Regions from separate parts of the Oryctolagus cuniculus genome. Here region 1 is linked to region 2. A link is a contact called in public Hi-C data. All regions are on one chromosome and are shown on one strand. The core of a region is the stretch at or near the end of the contact, and the rest is flanking DNA. Distances in the headings are between cores, read along the strand shown.

What was found. Hi-C and Micro-C count contacts between places; a contact is called where the count stands out from the background.
Region 1: a contact with region 2 is called in a Hi-C map of liver, with 7 times the contacts expected there. The contact joins the promoter of IRF8 here to the enhancer-like site in region 2. A contact is called at or near these places in 2 of 6 Hi-C or Micro-C datasets (liver and an unstated tissue).

The regions. Positions count from the first base shown.
Region 1 is chr18:67,002,968-67,010,683 of mOryCun1.1, forward strand. It overlaps IRF8 (interferon regulatory factor 8), which reads left to right and starts at 2,404. Exons shown (of 9, transcript XM_051829272.2): 1 at 2,404-2,549; 2 at 5,461-5,635. The coding sequence starts at 5,462.
Region 2 is chr18:66,944,900-66,952,099 of mOryCun1.1, forward strand. No RefSeq gene overlaps it. Among named protein-coding and RNA genes, the nearest start is that of COX4I1, 24 kb to the left of the region's middle. Within about 2 kb of position 3,807, at least 1 of the 8 cell types and tissues checked has an H3K27ac peak or open chromatin away from gene starts, as enhancers often do.

The sequences.
Region 1 (7,716 bases), core at 1,154-3,653, 57 kb after region 2:
GGGACACCTCCTCCTGGCAGCAATCTGCAGAGCTCTGATTCGCTGCCGGGCGGGGTCGGAGCAGCTTCGGTGTGAAACCGGAGGAGTGCCCGTCACCCTCATTCCTGTCTTGAGGGGGAGGGGCACCTGTTCAAGTGCAGGCGACAGGGCCAAGGGGATAGACTTGATCCGATGCGGGGAGCACAGGTAGGAGACCCTGTCGGACGCTTACGCCAGCTGCACCGCCCACGCTGGGCCCCGTCTGAGCTCGGACTGTGGACCCTGACCTGGGGCTGAACCGATCAACTCCGGCAGCCACGGAGGCTGGAAGCCACAGCTCTGGGAGCCAGGACAGTGGGCTCTGGGGAGTGTCCTCCTGGCTTGCTGATGGCTTCCTCGGGGGTCTCTGACCCTGCCTGCCACCCCCCGGTAATCATGCTGGGGCTGGAGCTCTGGGGGACACGGTGTCGTCTAGGCGGACCCTGGCAGAGCGGGAGGCCCTCAGGGATCTGCCCCCAGGCCGGTTCTCGGTCACTGCCCACTGAGAAAGATTGACACTTGGGAGGGGAGGGCCGTGGGAGAAGTGGGCAGAGAGATGAGGAGGAGGAGGTGGTTTGTGGGGCTCAGGAAGATAGGAGTCAGGGGGGTGGGGAGAAAGCACAGGGGCTCCCTGAGGGAGGGAGGGGCTGCCAGGGCTTCGGACCACTGGTGGGTTGGTGGGAACCGGTCTGAGGCAGCCTCCAAGGGGCTGTGTGGTGGGGCGGGGAGGGGACCCAGAGGGGTGTCCCTGGGTCCCTGCTTCCAGACGTCCCTCACCTGTGACCACGGGGCCACAGTGTGGGTTCTTCCTCTTGCCCCAGGGACAAGGACGGCAGGAGGAGACCCCTGTGACAACCACGGGGAAGCTGCCAGACAGAAAGGCCCTCGCTGGGGGCGTGGCGAGGAGGGAGGGGGCTGCCGTGGAAGTGAGCGTGGATTCCTTGGGACTGCGAGTTGCTGGGGGTGCAGGACCATCGGAGACAGCCCGCCCATCGTGTGCCCGTGCTGTCCTGGGCACGCGGTGGGGGCTCGAGGGATGCCCAGAGCAGCTGGGAGCCCTCCCCAGGCAGGGAGGCGGCTGGTGAGGACGCCTGCTGGACCTGCAGTGACATCTACCGCCAGCAGTGCCTCCCACTTCTGCTCGCTCCCCGCTCCCGCTCGCTCCTTGGGGCAGGTGCAGGGCGGAGTCCGCGAGCAGGGACAGCGCTGGGGGAAGTCGGTGTCGGGGACTCCAGAGGCAGATCTGTGGAAAAAAAAAAAAACCTCTTCAAAGGCTTCCGATGTGCTCTGAGCTCTGGGAGCTGCACCGCGCAACACAGCAAACATTCAAACAGCCCCACCTCCATCTGGGGAAGCGTAAAGAACTCGCCCGTTTAAAAAATAAGTTCATTTGAAATTGTTTGGTGCCGGGGACTTTGTAATTGTATGAAGAAATTCATACCAGGTATTTTCTAACTTGCAAATGGTTTTCAGATCGGAGACATTTACTGAGCGATAATTACATTCATGGAGTTGCCACGTTTTGAGGATTTTATCTGAACGTTTTTAAAGTTTGCAGCGGTTTTTGTATTCTGGGGCAGATGCCTTTTTTCAGACATTCTCTTGGAAAAGCCCAGCGCGTGAGGCAGCCGGGTAAGCTGGGGCTGTCAATCAGCTGCGACCCCGGGCTTCCTCCTTTCGGAGGGGACAGGGAAAAGCTTCCTTGTTCGGCTCTCCCGGTTTCTCTTTCCGTCCGCAATGTGGCCCCCACGGCCACCGCCACGCTTCCGCTAACTCCCAGCTCACACCAGGACGGGCGCAGGTGCACGGGGCGCAGGTGCACCGGCCGCGGGCGCTGCAGGGGCTCCGGGCGCAGGGCGCGGGGGCCCCCTTCCCTCGGCCGCGACTGTGCGACGGCGGCTTTCCCGAGGGGCCCCCTGGCTCTCGCACGTCAGGAGTGGACACCGCGCGGGGCCACTGGCCGGCGGCTGGTCTCCGAAGGCCGCGCAGCGAGGACACGTGCCTGGAGCCTTCCGCGGGTCGGGGGTGGGGCGCGCTCGTCTGGTGCTGCTCCAGGAAGTGGGCCCGAGCCGGGGGCCTTGGGTGGGGGCAGAGGAAGCACGGACCCCTGCCCTGGCCGGGCCCCATCACCCTCTTTACCCTAACGCGACGCCCCTGCGCCCCCTCGGGAATTTCTCCGGGAACCCCCCTCCCGCGCCGCCCACGGACCCCCAGCCCGACGCGAGGGGCTAGGTGGCGGCTCCGGAAGAGGCCCTGGACCCTCGGCCACGCCGCACGCGGGCGCTCGGCCAGCAAAGTGGTTTCTCGGAAAGGCCGGCGTTTAGGAGAAGGCGGGTCAACCGGGCCGAGCCGATTGGGCGGCGCGCGCACGCTTCTCGCGCGCCATTGGCCCGCGAGGCCGTCGCTCGGCGCGCCGGGCCCGCCCTGCCCCTTAAAACCGCGCCGCCGCCGGGAGCCCGGGGCTGCGTCGCCGGGAGCGCGGCGGCGAGCGTGGGAACGCGGGCGGCGGGCGCGAACGCGGGCGGCGGCAGGTAGGCTCGCTGGGCGGGATGGGCTGCGCGCGGGGCGAAGCCGCGAGGCTTTCCAGGGTGGAGCCGGAGGCCGCCCCCTGTGCCTCGGTTTCGCCCTGCCTTGCTCCCTGGCCTCGTGGGGCCGCGGTGAGCGCCCGGGGCGAGGGTTGCCCTTGGTCTGTCCCCAAAGATGGGTGGCCAACAACAAGTCTTATTTTTCGTCCAATGCCGAGACCTGCCCTATGGCCCCTGGAGTCCTGGGGGAGGGGGCTGGAGGGTCCTGGCCGCCGGTGCGCCGGGGTTGGCCTGGGCAGTTCTGGTGAATGACTGCTCTCAGTTCCGAGTCTGGGCTGGGGTCCTTGGCTTCCATCACAGCCCAGGCAGGAAAGGGAGTGTGGAAGGCACAGCTCAGAAAGTCGTTAGGCTGTGAAATGAGCCGGGCAGCCGCCCAGGGCTGGGCGGTGCTGAGGAGTGGACGCTGGACACGCACGTTTCCAAAATTGTTAAGTCTCCTCCCAACCTATGGTGCCTACCTTTTTTTTTTTTTTTTAAACCAACGGAGAAGGACGCCCTGAACCTGTGCCCCTGGGGTGTGGCAGCTTCCTCCCCTGGGGGCTGGCAGTGTGTCTGTCCCCTGACTGGGGCCAGGGAGGGAAATGGCTTTGATGCCTGTCGGTCCAGGGGTGGTGAGGGCTTGCAGGGACCAGAGTGGGCACCCCGCAGCCCCGTGGCGGGAGCAGGTGCCTGCTGTGTCCTCCGTGTGGACGGGGAGGCGGGGGCAGAGGCTGCCCTGGGAAGCCTGACCCCTGGACGCATTTATGGGGACTCAGATTAACTGCAGATAGGAGCTGGCGGATAGAACCATCGCTTCAACACGGAGGAAGAGGAAGTCGGGAGCATGTGACTGGGCACCGATTTTTCCTGGCGGCGGCGGCGTTCGGTGGAATCGCTTTGTTGGTCTTCTGTAAATCATTATGGATCATGTTTGTAACGCCCGTGGAATCCTAGGCTTTTCACAGTGCCTAGAATCGGCAGGGATCGCAAAGGTCCTTGGGCCAGGGCTGTGGGTGGGATGGGACCCGGGAAGGCACTCACGGCTCTCAGTGGCAGAGCCCGGGGCCGCGGCAGGGGTCCTGCACCTCACTTTTCCCTCGGAGCCGAGAGGGGCTGGTGGGGACGACTCCCGGTGTCTCCCTGCCGGGCTGCCCCGTGACTCACTCTCCTTTCACTGCTGTTTCTCTTTCTCTTTCTCTTTGCCCCGTTTTCTCCAGAAATCACCCGACTGTCCGGGTTTGGGAGTTACGAACCTGCTAGGGATGCTGTGAGCAAGTGAGGGCGCCCTAGCACGGGGCTTCCAGGGCGGCGGGGTGGGGGTGGGCAGGAGCACCCGCCCCGCTGCTGTGCTCCTACAGCACCCCTCCCCCCACCCCCCCCAGGGTCTTTTGCATCCCCTGGGAAAAGCTGTAGGACTCTGCACCCGGCTGTGCTGTGCTCTGGGAGGCACAGGGTCAGGCGCCTCTCTCTACCTGACTGTGTTTCATTCCTCTCTCTCCCGAGGCTCCCGCTCCGCCTGCGTCCCTTCTTATAGACACGGTGGCTGCTTTAGAATTCACCATCTCCGCGAGGGGTCCCTTGGCTATGCCGGGGTCCTGGAGAGGCTCAGGTCCAGTTTCTGTCGCACGCCCATCGCCTCCTTTGAAATCAGCTGGGCGGCTGGGGTTGGTGGCTGGAGAAGTGAGCGCTGGCCCTGGGGGACCTGGCCTCCCTCTCGCTGGTCCCTGGCCCCGCACAGCCGCCTGCAGGGAGCCTCAGGTTGCCAAGAGGCACACTTCTCACAGCCGGCGCTGACCACTGCTTGGCCACATTCTTGGGGACGTTGTCTCTTGTTTCCGCCAGTTGGTTAAAGCTTGTTTGCCTAAAGCGGTCACATTTTAATCAGAAGAGTAAAATAGTGCTTTTTGCTACAATTTTTTTTGGGGTGGGCGTCTGTCCAGCTGCCTAGGGGATTTCCAGCACTGTTCTTGTAACTGCTGGCTGATGGTCGGTACGGCTTCATCGCCCTCTCCTCCCCTCCCCGTCCCCTCTGCCCCCTACCGCCCCCTCCCTCTCCAGTGTAAAGCTGTCTGTTCCAGGAGGAGAGCCCTTCCCGCGGGGATCTGGGCTCCCTTGCACGGCTGGGCCCCTCCATCAGGGTGTGGCCTGCCTTGCTCCATCTGGAGCCACAGTCCTCTCACACTGACGTGGGAGGGGCTCCCGGGGGACACGGCCCGTTGCCCTCTTACCGAGGGAGGGTTGCTGAGGTCCCGGCACCGCCCCAGGTGCATCAAATGCTGCAAACACAAGTGCCCGTGGTCATCATGATTTTCAGCCAGGACGGGGTCACTGATGCTCCCGGCTCCCCCTGCTGAGAGGTGGCGAGGCTAGAAGGGGACCCCATTTCTCTCTTTTCCCGACTCAGCCCGTATCACGAAGCCGCTGTCCAGGAGCAGCCTGGGAGCGGTGGCCTCGCGGGCTGCACAGGGGCCGGATTCTACCCTGGGACGCAGGTCCTGCTGGGTGTCCTTGGTCAGCTTGGTTCCGAGGGGAATGGCCGCCTACGGGAGATCCGTGCACTTCAGTGAGTCCGCTCCGTCTCATGCTCAGGGCGGAGCTCGGCGGTGTGGCTGCGTTTGCCTGCGAGGATTCAGCCAGAACCGGGTGGCACTGGCTGGGAGGCTGGCCGCCGCGCCCCCGGGGAGCTTTCAGTTTTGGTTCAGGACTTGGAGTCGGGAAGCCCTCGGGGGCTTCTCCTGGCGGGGGGCCGGGGTCCCGGAGCCCCTGGGTTTCCCCCAGCCAGCACCTTTGCTGCGAACCTCTGGTTTGCCTGGGTTGCCGTGACTGTGGGACAGCACGCGTGACACACGTCACAGAGTAGGTTTTCTGTCTTCCCAAGGATGTGTGACCGGAACGGCGGCCGGCGGCTTCGGCAGTGGCTGATCGAGCAGATTGACAGCAACATGTACCCGGGGCTGATCTGGGAAAACGACGAGAAGAGCATGTTCCGGATCCCCTGGAAGCATGCCGGCAAGCAGGACTACAACCAGGAGGTGGACGCGTCCATCTTCAAGGTGCGGACGGGCGGGCGCCGGCCACGCCCTTCGGGTGGGCTCCCGCGTCCATCCCAGTCCGAAACGCAGATGTGGCTGGAGGAGCGCAGAGCGGGCTCAGGAGGACACCGGGGGGCTTGGCCATGTTAAACCATCTGCGTGGTTTTGGGGCCCCCTGTGTGGGGAGCATTTTTCCAGTGAGGAGGTCTGGGGCGCGTCCTTCTCTGCTCTGTGTTTCTGTCCCCTGAGGACCCGCCCAGGGAGGGGAAGGGCTCCCACAGGACCCTCACGCTAAGACCTTTGCTCTCTGCGGTGACGACATCATGGGGTGACGTCACCTGTGTGTGGCGTTCTAGGGCCAGCGGGGGAGACTGAGGCCCCGACTGCCATTCCCTCTGGGGCCGGTCACGCCGGAGAGGGGGTCCGGTCACGCGGGGAGAGGTGGTCCTGAGCTAGCAGCAGTGACTAAACAGTGCTGTCTCCCCTGAGGGCAGCACCTGCCCACGCACAGAGGAGCCGTCCGGAGTTCCTGGTGGCGGAGGGTGTGTTCTGGGCCAGGCCCGGCCTGCTGGGTTGTTTTCCTCTCGCACAGTCGTCTGTGGTCCATGCCATTCTCACCCTCACTCTGCGGGGGCACCAAGAGGGGGTCGCTCATCCGGGGTCTCCAGCTTTTCCTGGACTGTGAGCCGGTGTTCGGATGCAGCCCCCCCCCCCCCCACGTGCCCCTGGCCCCACCAGTGAGCAGAGGCTTCTTGCTAGATTCCTACAGGAGACCTGGCCCAGGGCAGGCCAGCTCTGCAGCCCGGCTGGGTTCTTAGTCCCCCTGGGCGTCTCTAAAGCCCCAGATGCCCAGGTTCCAGCCCTCGGTGATTCAAAGCCCCAGGTCAAAGTCAGCCCAGACTTCCACGTTTGCAGACAGCTGCACCACAGGTGGTCTGCAGACCGCTGCCAGCCTGCTCGTTACGTGGGCATCCGGGGACTGGGGACAGGCAGGGGACATGGAGTGTGGGGAGGGGCCAGAATCAGACCAGGTTGGGGAGCACAGCCCAGCAGGACCCACGACAGCCCTGGAGGCCTGGGGGGCTGTCTCAGACCCAAGTGTAAGAGGGAAGAGAGGTCACACTGTGACCCCAGAGGGAATGTGAGTAAGTCAAGGTCGGCTTAAGACGCCCCTCAGCTGCCCTTGTTCTGTGGACCCGAGGCGGCCGAGGGGCTGAGCCTCTGCATGGTTCTGTGGCGTGTGCACGTCCGATTCTTCTCCGTGAGAGTCTGGTGCCAGCTCCTGACGGCCCTGTGAGGGTGTGCGCTCTCGCCGGCAAGGGGGCTCCTGGTGCCTGCGTGTCCTCCAGGTTCCTTCTGGTCAGGGATGCCAGGTGAGGAAGCCTGGACGGCGCCAGGCTTTGGGACACCAGCACCTGCTGTGGCCATCAACGTTGGCGGGCCCTTCTCGGCTGACTGCGTGTGGTCTTTGCCTTTGGCGCTGTGGCGATCTTCTTGGGGAAGACTTTGCTACATTTAATCAGCGCCCGGGTCCCCTCCCGTCAGCTGGGCTGGGCATTCTTGGTTTGCGGGACCTCAGTGCTGTCAGCATCTCGGGCTGGGACATTGCTGAAGACTAGGGAGAGAGTTCCGGGCTGGGAGGCCATGGGCGTGGGGGCTGTCCTGTGCTTTGCAGGATGTGTGGCGGCCCCAGCCCCCGCCCACCAGGTGCCAGCAACACTGCCCCGCCCAGCGTGCAGCCACGCATGTGTTGGATGTGGACAGGTGTCCCCGGGGGGCACAGTCGTCCCCTGTCCATTGCAAGCCCCCCAGGAGCTGAGGTTGGCCAGGGTCAGTGGGTGGACTGGGGCGCTGATGCTGGGGGCAGAGTTGTGGGCTGGACGTGAGCGGAACGGCCTGCATGGACGTGGGGGTGCGGGAGCAGAGGGCCGTGGAGCCCTGGCGTGTGTCTCATCGACGGAGACGCAGGTGTCTGCCTCCGCCCGATTCCCGGCTCCCCCGTGTGCCACAGCCCCAGATTTATGTCTTGTGCAACGCTTTCCACGGCCGTTTCAACAGCGCCCAGCAGCATGCGCAAGATTCCCGATGTTTCCGTTGGTTAC
Region 2 (7,200 bases), core at 2,557-5,056:
TGCCCCAATGCCGGCCCCAGCCCCTCGGCACTTAGCCAGGCTGAAGCTAGTACCGAGAGGCTGGGTGCAAAGCTCACCGGGCCTCCTGGGAGAGGAACAGTCTTCCTGGGGACCGTCTCTGCAGTTCCTCAGCGGCGCATCGTCCGGAACATGCCTGCCTCTGCTGATGGATGTGTTTTCCTACGGAGCAGGTGGTGGGACGGCTCCACTCACGTTCTCCTGCTTGGTCTGTTTGCCAGCAAAATGGAAACGCTGAGTATCAGTTATAACTCAGCTACACAGAGGGAAGGAAGCGGGAAGGCAGGGCGGGAGGGAGGGGAGAAGAAAGGAGAGAAAAGAGAGAGGATGCTGGGGACTGGGTCACAGCAGGGACGGCGATGGTTTCTGTGGTCTGACAGCTCCCCTTGCGGGACCCTAGCAGGGCCCCAGAGGCCCTGGTCAGCAGCCCCTCCAGGCAGCGCCCCGGCGGGGGGTGGCAAGCCCTGCGCCGGCTGCCCTCCTGGCTCTCTGGAGTAAGCGCTCCCAGCAGGGTGCACGGCCCCGACCTCTCTGCTGTGGCTGTTGAACATCTGCTTCTTGCAGCTCCGGCTGTCTGGCCCAGAGCTCTCCACGAAATGGCCTGTTTACAACTCGGCTTCCTGCGCCTATCGATCTCCATGGAGGGACTCAGGTCAGGCTGACAGGCCCAGGCTGGACCCCGAGACAGGCCGCATTTCCAGTGTCCATCAGCACTCCGGGACCTGCTCCTCCAGCGAGCTGGGGTCTGCTGGACCCTGGGGCGGGATTAGTGGGACGTGGGACAGGTGCTACCCTGCAAGGCCCTGGGCAGGGTGCCACCGCCCTTGCCAGCTACTCTGAGGGCCGCTCTCCAGAGCTGCTTCTGTAGACAGGTGCTGCTGGCTGGTCCCAGAGAGGATACGGGGTTCTGGATGCAGAGGCGCCGTGTCTTTCTGGGAGGTGGCTCTTGCGAGTCACGGACAGAAAGTAGGTATGCATTCGGGCGGTGCTCAGCGTGCTCGGCAGGCTCAGCCCGCTTGGTTCCAGCAGGGTGAGGGGCCGCGTCCTGCAGCTGTGTGACCAGCCCCAGGTGGCACTGAGCAGCCTCTGGTCCCCAGACTCCTGGGGCTGGGGAGCAGCTTGGGGAGACAGAGGGCTGTTCTGAGGGCAGTCTGGGCAGCAGCGCTGGGCTTCCAGCCCCTGTTCCTGCACCGTGAAGGACACTGGCTCAGAGACAGAGAGGACCTTAGAATTCAGCCTCACTGGTCAAACAGAACGCAGCCCAGCACCTGCTTGGCCACCAGGGGTGTGCTGGTACACGTCAATACCCGGCTGGCCGGCAAAGCCCCGACTGCTTCGTGTCTGCCTACTGCTGTGGTGTGAACAGTCTGCTTTGAGGCTACAGAGACGTGCAGACTGGGCTCTGGGGCGCTGGTTCTGGACGGGCCCAGTTCTCTGTCCTCGCTGTTCCTGGTGGGCTGGAAACGTGTCTGCCTGTGTGCCAGCATTTCACCCTCTTATGCCATGTGCACACGTGTGTGCCGGACCAACGGCTCCCAGCCCCAATCCCAAGGCCCCGTGGGGACATGTCGAGGGTGTGCCTCGAAGCCTGTGTCCAGAATTCTGCCACACAGGGGACACGGGGCGGTGCTGCAGCACGCACTCCTGGGTGTGTGAACTCTGTGTCACAATCACACAGAGCCCACAGGCACGGAACAGACGGTCTCCCTGAGGCTGCGTGGCTGAACCAGGAAGTGAGTCGACAGCCGGGATCATTTCGTTCCTCCAGAGGCCTGCTCAGCTGTAGGGAGGGTCTGGCGTATCCCGGCAACCTGTGGGCTAGCTCTGAACCTTTCACACTTTCCAAGTAAGTTGCAAACTTGAACTTACAAAAGGGGCTCCCAAAGAGAGGAGAGCACTGGCGACCTATGGAGCGAAAGGTCTGGGCTCTACAAGGTGGCCCTCTGTGGGCAGGAAGCTGGGTTCAGAGCAACACCAGCAGGCTGTGCGGTGGGCTACCAGGCTCCAGTCCCCCAGGCAGGCGATGCAGGTCTACCTGGGAGGCCCTGTGAGGCATAGGTGCCTGCAACTCAGTCTTACTCAGTTGCACGGAAGCGACCTTCCGGTGGGGGAGGAGGGAGTAGAGGACATGTGAACCAGGCTTCTGGACTTGTCACTATGTCCTTGAGCCTCAGCTGGCTCATCTGTCAAATGGGGACTATGACCTTCATCTTGGAATTTTTGCAGGAAAAAATGAAAGCAAATGTCCACGAAACATGTGACTTTACAGATCAGGTAAAAGGCCACGACAGACAGCGGGTTTAACTGCTTTGAACTGTAGGAAGCAAGCACTGAAAGTTATTTTCAAAACAGGCTACTGGCTTCCGAGATCCTTCAAGTTTCTCTCCAAACTCCAGAGTGAAACGGTGACTAGGTCAATGCCTCTGTATTTGATTTTGGAACTATTTCTCGGAGAAAAATGGGAGTGGACGTTCTGAGAATTCAGAATAAAACAACACTGCGTAAAAGGGCATCAGAAAGGCTCCACCTTCAGGAGAAAGGGGCAAATCCCAAGACAGCACAGACAGTAGGCGTCCCCAGCACCGGGCAGGACGTGGGCTGTCACGGGTGCCCTCGGGCCGCAGTGGACTCGCCACATCCCGACACCCTCTCCCGGGACGGTTCTGACTCCAGCAGTGGAAGGGCCTCTGGGCCCTTAGGAGTCGCTCCTTTCTGGATGAGGAAGTGGGCCCTAGCGGTTATGTAAGTCACAATCATGAACGCTACAGCTCGGTGACCCCAGGAGACCTCTTGTTCACGCCTTGCCTGCCCCCCCCCCCCAGCTTCACATTCAGGCCCCAGAGCCCCACAGCAGTGACTCAGCCAGGTGACAGGGTGCCGTGACGGACAGAGCACAGCCTGCACCCAGGGGTTTATTCCCAGCGTGACCCGGGGTCCTCACTCGCGGTGCTGGCAGACAGGCTCTCCCGCCCTCAGCACAGAGCAGCCCGTGAGCCCGTGAGCCCGCGAGCACGTGGCTTCCCACAGAGCAGGGGCCTGAGCCCGTTCAGGCTGCAGGTGGGCAGTGGATCTCTAGAGAACAGAGGTCACATGAAGCCCAGCCCACACAGGGACGCTGGCTGTGCGGGCTCTCAGGCACTCAGAGACGCCTTGACTGGGAGGACCAGCCCACCTGAGCTGAGACAAGGAGCAAATGTACATGGAGCAGACGGAGATGCCGCAAGAACAAGGAAGCAACCGGCAGAGCTCAGTTACTAAGTTCAAGGGCGGGTGTGATGACAGTCCCAGAATACAGGAGCAGAATGACATCCACGAAACGTCCCAAGTGTTAGGGGCCTGAGGGAGGGGGCACAGGCAGGACCAGAGGTGGCCACCAAAGCCCGTGCCCAGCACTCGGCACAGCTGACAGAGCTCAGAGCTGGGGGGGGGGGGGGAGTCCAGGCAACTCCTCCAGTTCCCAGCACTTCCCGGACAAGGCCCTGTCTCTCTTCTCAGTCTCCGCCTCAGTGCCCACAGCCCCGAACCCTGCTCCAGTCAGCCACTGACCAGGATGAAGCCAATGCTTACTGCTGGCCGAGCTCTGTGAGAGGCCCAGGGACAGACAGGTGAAGAAGGGAGATGACGGTGGGCTCGCAAGGGGTGCACGGAGACCAGGGAAGGCAAGCTTTGGAAATGTGGTCCGAGAACAAAACACAAATGTGAACACGGTTTGACCCTGTCCCCATGAACCAGGCTCCCCCACTCCAGCTGGGTCAGGTGGCTCTTTCAGTTCCCCATGGAGCCCTCTGTTCCCAGGGCTGTGGAGGAGGAGAGCTGGTGGCAGGCCAAGCTAGCTGAAGGCCGGGCCATGGGTCTGCGGTGTCTCCCCTGCCTGTGGCTAGCCTGGAAAGTGGGACCGGAGCTCTGCGTGCCAGCACCTGCCCCAGTGCACAGGGCCATGTCCCAGCTGGGAGAGGTCACAGGTGTGGGGCGGGCCGTGTGGTTCTGCAGAGGTGGGAGTGTCCGAGTGCTGTGTGTCCCTGGGCAGGTCCCCAGGCTCTGACCTCTCTGTGAAGCAGGGCTGTAAGACCTGTCCCAGCGGTCACTGGGAGGATCACGGGACAAAACGCCCTGACTCCCTGGCACGAGCCGGTGCTGGCACATTTTCCCTGCTCCCGTCTTCTCTCCGGACTCCCTCCCAGGCCACCTCCCCACCCCGCTCTGTCTCCCCGCGGGACACTGCCTCCTCTTCAGGGGCTGCACTGACTTCCAGTCCTCCATGCGGAGAAACTGGACTCTACGCTCCCTTCTGGAAGGTCCTGGCAGCTGTCAGGTGGAAAGTCCTGGACACAGTAAAGCACTTCTCACACAGCCATCGCTGTGGTCTGCCTGCTGGGTTGGGAATGATCCATCCACTTGTCCACCTCTCAGTCCTGCTCCAAGCCAGGGGCCTCTCCTATGCTTTTTTTCATACTCCTGGGCGTGCAGGTCTGCTCTGCAGAGCTAAGCTTTCAGTCTTGTCTCTGAAATTCCAATTATCCCGAACAAACAGAATTTAAAAACATTTCTCCCCGCCTGAACGGCCTGGGTGTCCACGGGCTCCCTCGATGGCTGTGAGCACATCGGCCCGCCACCGAAAGTGTCCCCTCACCCTCAACCCCGGCTTCACAGCTGCACGTGGACGGCCAGGCTGGCTGGCCGAAGCTCCACGTCCCGGAAGGGGAACTGCTGACTGACGGGCGTGCCGCACCCTCTGCGACAGCAGGAGACTGCTCCTACCTGCCGGCTCACTTCCCAGATGTCCACAATGGCTAGGGCTGGGCCTGGCCACAGCCAGGAGCTCCATCCAGGCCTCCCAGGCAGGTGGCGGAGACCCAACTGCTTGAGCTCTCGCCTGCTGCCGTGCAGGGCCTGCATCGGGAGTCAGAGCCCGGCCTCAACCAGGACTCTGCAGGGACACGGGCAGCACAGCTGCCGCGCCCACGAGCGCCCGGGCCTGTCTTCCAAGCGCGAAGCGCGCTGTTCGGTGTCTGAGGCTGGTTCGCTTCTGACGAGTGGGGAAGTCTTAGGTGAGTTTCCCTGAACTGCTGAGTGAGGAGAAAACTGGGTCTCCCGCTGGGTGGCAGAGGCGTTTCACTCAGCCTACTCAGCAAGGCAGCCGCGGCAGCTTCTCGGGGCTGCCCTGATAGAACACTGCAAACTGGGGGCTTCACAGAGAAACCGCTCTGACGGCTCCCCCGGCCCACGTCCGCCCCGAGGTGTCGGCAGGGCCTTCCTCCCTCCGGAGACGCGAGGAGCGGCCGAGGGAGCACGGCCATCCTGGAGCTCCGAGGCCGAGGATGCGGCACTCCAATGCTCGGCTCTGCGGTCAGTGTTATTCCCCTCGCGTCTCGTTCCAGATCGCCCTCTCCTTATAAGGACACCCATCCCTGGATCAGGGCCCAGACTCTAACCCAGCGTGACCCCACCTTAACCCAGTGACACTGCAAAGTTCCCATTTCCAAATAAGTGCACATTCACAAGTACTGGGGATTAAGGCCTCAACGTATCTTTTTGGGAGAAACAATTCAACCCAAAATTGAGAAGGAAGCTGCCCCGTTTTCCCCATGATCACTTCGCTGACATCTGGGATGCATCCGCTCTGGAACGCTCATCAAGCAGTGTGAAGTGGCTTCCTGCGTTCACACACTGATTTGGTTTTACCCATTACTGTGTACCTCACCCTCCCTTCATCGGTTTTGTGAGCAGAGGAAACCCTCCCAACAACCAAGTGCCAGGTGCCAGGGAAGGGCCACCCTCTCTAGGGTCAGGGGTCCACTCTACTTTGTGTGGGTCACCGCCCTGAGCCCCTCCACTGCTCTCGCTGGCCTCCTGGTGAGCAACGTTCTTCAGGGTTTGACACTTTAGAACTTGCACGCACCTCCCCAGAATCCAGTACCCACAACCCTCTCCACTGAGCAGACATGTAACGACAAGTCAAAACCCTGATAAGGCGGGATGTCATACATTCTGTTTGTGTTCCAAAGAGCCCTTACCGTACCACACTCTGAAATATTTTCAGGAGAAATAACCTCATCTCTGAGGTCAACTTCAAAATAACACAGGGGAGGTCGTGCGTAGTTGCCAGTCAGGGCCTTGCTGGGCACATGGGTTCACTGCACTGCAGCGGTGTAGCAGGTTACAGCCACGGCCTGCAGTGCCAACATCCCCTGTGGGCACTGGCTCAAGTCCCGGCTGCTCCACTTCTGATTGAGCTCCCTGCTAATGCACGTGGGAAAGCAGCAGAGGACGGACCAAGTGCCTGGGCCCCTGTCCCCATGTGGGAGACCTGGAAGAAGCTCCTGGCTCCCGGCTCTGGCTTGGCCCAGCTCTGGGCATTGTGGTTATTTGGGGAGTGAACCAGTGGAAGGAAGACCTCTCTCCTCTCCCTTATTGTAATCTGACTTTCAAGTAAATGAATAAATTTTCAAAAAAGAAAAGAAAGAAATTCCTAATTCAAAACTGTCCCACCCGGAGCCCCCTCAACTTCTCTCCCGAGGCCAGCTGCCTAATTTGAGGGTGCGCTTGGGTTGCGTTGTCCCTGTTTACTAGCTCCCCTCGCAGCAGCCCCAGGCGAGGTTTGAGGGCAGTGCCTCTTCAGCACGTGGTGAAGGCGACCTGGACGCAGGCCAGCACGCGCGGACACTGGGCCCCACCGTGCTGTGCCAGCATTCGATGCTGCTTGGTTAATGTCCTTCCCACGCCTGGCCACGGGCTCGCTGTGTGGCACGGAGCTCCCAGGACTCCTGGTGCCCAACTAGGCCTACTGGGGGGCCCAAAGGGATCCAACCCAGAAAGCCAGGGCCACTGGTCATGCTGTCCCTGCTGCATGGATTCAGTTTTCATTTATACATTTTACTTGTTAAAACATATACCAGAACAGTGAAACTAAAGTTTAGAGACAATGGATGTCATCAGTTTTGACAGGAGTTATTTTATATATATATATATATATATATATATTATAAACAAACATATAACTTTACATGTATATATATAAATATGTATGCATATGTGTATGTATGTATATATAAAGTTATATGTATATAAAGATTTATTTATTTTGAAAGGCAGAGTTAGAGAGAGAGGTCTTCCATCCACTGGTTCACTCCCCAAATGGCCTCAATGGATGGGGCTGGGCCAGACCCAAGCCAGGAGCCGGGA